2 separate regions of the Macaca mulatta genome follow, and region 1 is linked to region 2. The links are chromatin contacts, called in public Hi-C maps. All regions are on one chromosome and are shown on one strand. The core of a region is the stretch at or near the end of the contact, and the rest is flanking DNA. Distances in the headings are between cores, read along the strand shown. Region 1 holds the start of MARF1 (meiosis regulator and mRNA stability factor 1). Region 2 holds the start of NTAN1 (N-terminal asparagine amidase).

Region 1 (3,588 bases), core at 1,072-3,571, 410 kb before region 2:
ACAAGTGTCACGCCATGTTCCTCAGGCTGGTTTTAAACACCGAGCCTCAAGGGATCCTCCTGTCTCAGCCTCCCAAAGTGCTGGGATTATGGGCATGAGTCACCATGCCCTGGGCATTTTTAATCACTACATTTATGCGTTGTGAGTAGTTACAGCTCTGGACTCAAAAGAATGCCAAGCTAAGTCAAACAACATGTGTCTGCTTGGTAAAAAGGAATCTAAAAGAAAAATATACATATAAAGAAAATGTGGTCAGGCTCGTTGGCTCAGCCCTGCAATCCTAAAGAGGCCGAGGAAGGAGGATCACTTGAGGCTAGGAGTTCGAGACCAGCCTGGCCAACATGGCAATATCCCGTCTCTGCTAAAAACACAAAAATTAGCCGGGCATGGTGGTGGGCGCCTGTAATCCTAGCTAGTCGGGAGGCTGAGGCATGAGAATCGGTTGAACCCAGCAGGCGGAGGCTGCAGTAAGCCAAGATCCTACCACTGCACTCCAGCCTGGGCAGTGAAGCAAGACTATGTCTCCAAAAAAAAAAAACTAAAAAGGAAATGTGTCTGCATTCTTTTATGTTTTCTGGCTAAAAACTATTTTTTTTTTTAAAAAATTAGAAACCCACGATTACCTTGTTTCTTTTTTAAGATTTTTAGTTAATACGGCTTGTGTTGAGACATGCTCAACTTAAATAAAATGGGGGCGAAAACACCTGTGAAGAGTAGCATATTTGCTTGGTACTCTGAAAAAAACCAAAACGCTAGAAACAGGTTTTTCATCTAATCTCCACTTGGAAAATACTACCTATACACAGACACAATGCAGATTTTTTTCTTTCTTTTCTAAATAGCGATGGAGTTTCACTGTTTCCCAGTCTAGTCTCAAATTTATAGGCTCAACAGATCCTCCCTCCGTAGCCTCTCAAAGTATTGGGATTACAGGCCTGAGCCACTGCGCCCAGCCCACAGTCAAGATTTAGTCAGCAGTAATAAATACCTACGCAGGGAGAGGATGTGTGCTTGTCATCTGCCTTCTGGAAAATTAAATACAGACACAAAGGATTCTTCAGTTACATGTCTGATCTTGCCCTCCACAATACCCATCTACAAGAATGTTTACAGGGACGTGTTAATCCCCACGTAATGGGGGTTGCCTATTGAGATAACCTCCCAGTGAGGATTTTTTTGGGGGAAAATGTTCTTGTTTGGCAATTTCGACTTACTGATTCTTTTGCAAAGTCAACTTGTTTCTGGGCAAACTTTAAAAATAAACTTCTAAGGTAGCATTCAGCTAGCAGTTAGCACATCCTAAATTGTGTCTAGATTTAATTTACACAATATGTGCTTTGTTTTTCTCCTAATTTGCAACAGAAAATAGTAAGCAGCTGGTAGTTTCAGAAATCACCCTTTTGCTGAGTCTTAAAATTTTTTCATTCCAGGGAAACGTGAAGATTGTGGGACGCTATTTAAAAAAAAAAAAAAAAAAAAAAAGCAAACCACACGGCGTATCTGGCCACCTAAGACATAAAAGTATTTGAAACTAACCATAAGGTCTCCTTTCTGCTCGCCCAACCTGTCACTGGAAACGCAGTATTCATTTGTCACCAGCTTTGGAGCAGGGCTTTTACAGATAACGTTTTCTTGCCAAAGTCCCCCACAATCTCTTGATTCTTGGTGGCAACGTCCAGTTGAGTCTTTGCATACCCTTTATTTTTGCCAGTTGGGTAGCAACTTTGCGAGAACCCCGGGGGACCTCGCAGGAAGCCGGGTTGGCAGTTATTTTTTTTCTTCACTTGCCACTAGGTTGCACTAGATTTAGGATGCTGGGGAATATGCGCCATTTAATTTTTAAAAATAAAGTAGGACCATCACGTGACGAGACCTGAGCGAGGGGGTAAAAAAAAAAAAGCAGAAACGATCGGGTTTTTCATTGAAATTCCGTTCAAACCGCCTTCCCTCCAAAGCCTGAAAAGAGCCGAATTCTATTAAATCCTGGTTGGCAGGTTTTTTCCTCGGATCCACGTCACGAGCTCTCTCATTCTCCGCTTCAAGGTTCCTTTCGACTCCACAACGTGAAGCCAGGGGGAAGGCCTCCTTAAACTGGGGGTTTTCGCCAAAAAAGCCAGGGTCACCCCCCGGGAAAGTCCCTATTTAGGGGTTTATCGGGAGGGGACTGAGCCTGACGAGGCTGCAGGGCCGCGAGGCCCCGCCCCCCCCGGGGTTCCCAGCATGCCCCGCGCGGACAGGACGCGGCGGAGGAGGCGGGGCGAGGAGGGGGCGGGGCGAAGGGGAGAGAAGGGCGTCGGTTTTGCGACAGGGGCGGTGCGGTGCGGAAGCGGAAGTGGAGGGTGCGCTTGGCGGCGGCGGCGGGAGCTGCGGAGTCGGGAATCAAAACAAAGGGCCTGGGGGGGCGGGGGGAAGGCGGCGGGGCCGGAATGTGAGCGGAGGTGGAGCCGGCGGCAGAGGTGAGTTTGCAGACAGCGCTGCGACCAGACCCCAGCAGGCTCTGTTCCGGGGCCAGCGGGGCGGGACGGAGGACAGTACCCCCTCTTTCCCCTGGTGGGATGGTGGTGGAGGGGGCAGGTTGGCTAACTGGGACGCGCCAGTCGGCCCCCCCAAGAAAGAGTTGGCTTGTCTCCCTTTCGGGTCCATTCACTGCTGTCACTGTTGGCGCCGCTGTTCCCCTTCGAGGGTATTTGGCTCCCCGCCCGCCCCTGTCTGTCTGACCCCCAGAGGGGCCCTCCAGGAGTGAAGTGCACAGCTGGAAGGTTAAGAGAGAAGGAAAGGGGCGGGTGTTTTTGCAACACCCTCCCCCCTCCGCGGCCGTTTTGCATTCTCCTCGGCCTTTTAGCAAGCCGTAGGGTGTAGTCTCAGGGTTGACAGATAGTGTTTAGGGCTTCAGCCACTCTCACTAGTAGTTGTAACGCGACCTCTTGATACACCTTTTAGAGTTTCTCAAGCACCTTTACGGTAATACCAAGAGTTGTCCAATTGCATTTGTATCTATTGGACTTCTCTGAGCGGTAAATCTCTGAGCGGTAAATATTCTTCTGTTTTGCAAATCGGTGTATTGAAACCTAAATTGTCTTCCTAGATATTTATTAAGCTTTATTCGTTCAACAGTTTTTTATTGAAATGTGCCAGGCATTGTACTAAGGGCAGGAGACGGAATAGTGAATAAGGAAACATAGTCTCTGCTGTCATGGAGTTTATATTCTAAATGGGGAGAAAGATAATAAAATAAGCTAAAAAGGCCACTTTAAACACAGAGCTATGGGGGAGAAAACGGTAATGGGATGGAGTGGTGTGGGGTCAAGGACTAGATTGGGTGCTAAAGAAACACCGTTTGCTAAATGTTCCCTGTGATTATCCAAACAACGGCCTTGTAAGGTGGTTTCTATTATTGTCACACCCATTTTAGAGATGGGATCTGAGGTTCAGAGAGATTGTGAGTTGTCCAAAGCTGCACCACGGTAGAATTGGAGACCAAAATGCAGACAGTCGACAGAGTCAACCGAATTGCTCAAAAGAGTTGGAGAGAGTGACAGAAAGGAGACCGTCACTCAAGTCAAACAGAACCTGCTTTTGGCTATCTAA
Region 2 (3,307 bases), core at 548-3,047:
CGCAAATCAAGGTGATTGCCCCCTTCCAAAGTTCCTGTAACACAAACTGGTCCCCAGTACAGTCTTTCTAGGACATGTCTTCTTAAATAGGCCAAAACCTTCCTTCCAGAGGAGCAGTCCCGGTATGTCACCAAATCCCCCTCCACACTTAAGTGTGCAGCCCGGGACACCCATCTAACTTTCTATCACGAACATTTTCAAACAGACAAAAGTAGAGCGTCCCCTAAATTCTTCAGGCTGCTGAAATTATTTTTCCTTGGTGAGTCCTACTCCTGACTTCGCTAGTTAACAAGACAGTAACACAATGCAAGGATAAAATGACACACCACCACACCTAGCTCGGTGCATGTTGGCTAACAGACGATGGTCGGTCCTGAAATGCAAGCTGAGAATCACACAGAGCTGTCTGCCTTCTCCTGTCAGTAAGTACTTCTCACCCTTCAGATCACGTTCAGGGGTTATTTTGTGCCCTCGTTTATGCAACACATCTTTACTGAGCGTCAATTCTATGCCAGGGACCGTCCTACACTCTGAGGATACAAAAGCGAGGATACTACTCTTATCTGCCTTCAGGAGGCTTACATTCTGGGAACAGATCAAATAGAGAACAAACGAGCAAACAAAATAATCACAAACTGTACAGCTGTGACAGATGAAACCTCTAAATGCCTTCCCCAACCCCACACACTTGGTCAGGTTCCTGTGCTTCACATCTCAGAGTGAAAGGGGACGCTTTTTCTTTATGGCACTTAACAGTTTACAGTATCTGAGCCTTCTTCCATCAGAAACCATTCTCTCTTCTAGACTATAAACACTCCGAGGGTAGGGACAGTGATAAGTACGGTGCCCAACAGATATTAGGGGCTCGATATTTGATTCTCAAATCAACGAACTGATTGAGTCCCCTTTAACAGGATCTATGGCAAGTAGGACGTTTGCCTCCCCCGCTCCACGCCCCGCTCTTTTTAAAAACTAAGAACCCCCTTGCCAACAGCCCTTGCAGAAGCGTGGACAAGAGTTGAGAGATCCATTTGAGCACAAAAGCAGAAAAAACAAACAAAACCCGTGCATCAGGGCGTGGTCCTATGGCCCAGCTGGGTTGCAAGGCTCGCTCTTCCGGCTAAAAATAACTCGGCGCCCTACGCCCCGGGGGTAGGGGAGAGAGGAGGAAGGAATGGGGGTCCCCGCCAAGATCCCCCGGCCCAAACGCTCTCCGAAGCCCGCCCTGGAATAACCTCCTGCTTCACGGGGACGCAAGGACGAGGCAACGTTCACGGCAGGCTGCCGGTCCCCGAAGGCGGGCGGCCGGATTTGCCTAAACGGACCGGCCCCTCTGGGGGCTGCAGCCGCCCCGTCTGGGAATAAGGGTCCCGGCGTGTCCTCAAGCCGCGGTGCTGTGCGACCTTGGGCTAGTCACCTAACCTCTCTGGGCACCCGTCCCCTCCCCCGTCAGAGAGTGGCCTCCGCTGCAGTCCGCTGAAGTCTCAAGAAGGCAAAAGCTCCCGGACCCCTCAAGGGGAAGGCGCGAGCCAACAATCAGGGCTCCGGACGTGCAGACAGCGCCAAGTTTCAAGTCTGTGTCGCGTGAGACGGGCGGCGGCGGGGTGAGGAGGGCGCTCGCCCGCCCTGCAGCTTCCCCTCGGGCCCGCCCCGAAGCCCCGCGCCGCGCCCCGCTCACCTCCAAAGGCGGGTGGGCTCGGACGAGGTCCCCGGCGGACTGCGGCAGCCGCACTCGCCTCCCCTCGACGAGCAGCGGCATCGCGGAGGCGGTCGCCCAGGCAGGCCCAGGGAGGCGGTGGCCCCCCCCGCAGCCCCGGGCCGCCCGCCACCCCCGCCCCTCGGGCCGCGCGTCCCGCCTCGTCCTGCCCCGCCCCGCCGCGGGCGCTGCCGGGAAGTGGAGTCCAGGCGGAGGCGGCGCTGGCCGAAGAGTCTGGAGAAATCCAGGACGGGGCCGCAAGGCCTCACGGGAAATGTAGTCCAAAGCCAGGAAGCGGCCCCGGAAGCAGCTCGCGGCCCGCCTCCTCCGCAAGGGGCGCTGGGAAGTGTAGTCCCAAAAGCGTGGGAGTGAAGGAGGCGGGGAAAGGGGAGCGGCCAGGGAGCGGCTGTGCGAGCCAAGAGAGCCTCCGGGGGAGTTCCCGGGGCGGGTTCTGGCTGCGGCTACTGCGCTTTAGGTCATTGCTCCACGCTTCCCAGGTGTGACCTTCCACAAGCTTGAGTTTGGGACCCTGCTGTGCAGCTCCGTAGGATTGTATTCAATGAGTAATAAACCTAATCAGGCGGGCACGGTGGCTCACGCCTGTAATCCCAGAGCTTTGGGGTGCCGAGGCAGGAGGATCGCTTGAAGCCGGGAGTTCGAGACCAGCCTGGGCAACATAGCGAGACCCACCCTCCCCCATACCCTCGTCTCTGCCAAAAATTTAAACATTAACTGGGCATGGTGGCATGCACCTGTAATCCCAGCCACTCTGTAGACTGAGGCGGGAGGATCTCTTGACCCCAGGAGTGGGAGGCTGCAATGAGCTGTTTGGGCACTGCAGAGGGAGACTCTGTCTCTAAAAATAATAATAATAATAAACGTAAAGAGTCTTAAACTGGGAAAATATATGCTGAACTGTGCTAGCCCCACGTACTGAAGAGATCATCGATAACACTTCGTGGTTGGAATCCAATAGGCCACTCACAGGTGGGCTGGGAATCGTGGGGGAAGGATTTGCAGATACTGACTGCACAGCCCCTAATCTGATGACTGGTCCCCAAGGCGAGAGGCGTCTCACCGTGGAGCTCTCTTCTCAAATCTGGAAATACTGCTCAAATTCATCCGACTCTGCAGCACATGAACAAAAAGTAATTTTACAAAAGATGCAGTGGTGAGTTTACAGAAGCTACAGAGGAGCCACATGATAGAGCAGAAACTTCATTAGAATTGTATCATCTGTATTCATCGTCTTTCATAAATCTCCCCTCAGCTTACACACCCCATTCAACAAAAATACCAGGAAATTTACTACAGTAAAGAAGTGACTGCAGAAGAGGGTGTTCCCATTGCCAGGTTATCCAACTTCCCACCCAAAATAACTCTATTTCTAGCTACCAGGAAATTATTTCTCTGTATTATTACACCTACATTTCTCGTTTATCCTCACAAATGTAGGAGCTACTATCAACACCTCATTTGTCATTTGTCCTCACAAATCCAGGCGCTACTATCAACACCTCCGTCATAACAGATACGGTAACTTGCTCAAAGTGGTAGAAATTAGTAGCAGCACCAAGACTGAACCCAGCTTTGCATGATTCCAAAGGCAGT

Evidence for each region. Hi-C and Micro-C count contacts between places; a contact is called where the count stands out from the background.
Region 1: a Hi-C map of fetal cortex germinal zone shows a contact between it and region 2, with 2.8 times the contacts expected there. The contact joins the promoter of MARF1 here to the promoter of NTAN1 in region 2. A contact is called at or near these places in 3 of 14 Hi-C or Micro-C datasets (cortical neurons, fetal cortex germinal zone and fetal cortical plate).

Annotation. Positions count from the first base shown.
Region 1 is chr20:16,416,998-16,420,585 of T2T-MMU8v2.0, reverse strand. MARF1 (meiosis regulator and mRNA stability factor 1) reads left to right here and starts at 2,321. Exons shown (of 26, transcript XM_077987125.1): 1 at 2,321-2,456. MIR484 (microRNA mir-484) reads right to left here and starts at 2,175; the gene lies at 2,113-2,175. It also overlaps a transcript of NDE1 not described here.
Region 2 is chr20:16,005,583-16,008,889 of T2T-MMU8v2.0, reverse strand. It overlaps NTAN1 (N-terminal asparagine amidase), which reads right to left and starts at 1,797. Exons shown (of 8, transcript XM_015125684.2): 1 at 1,679-1,797.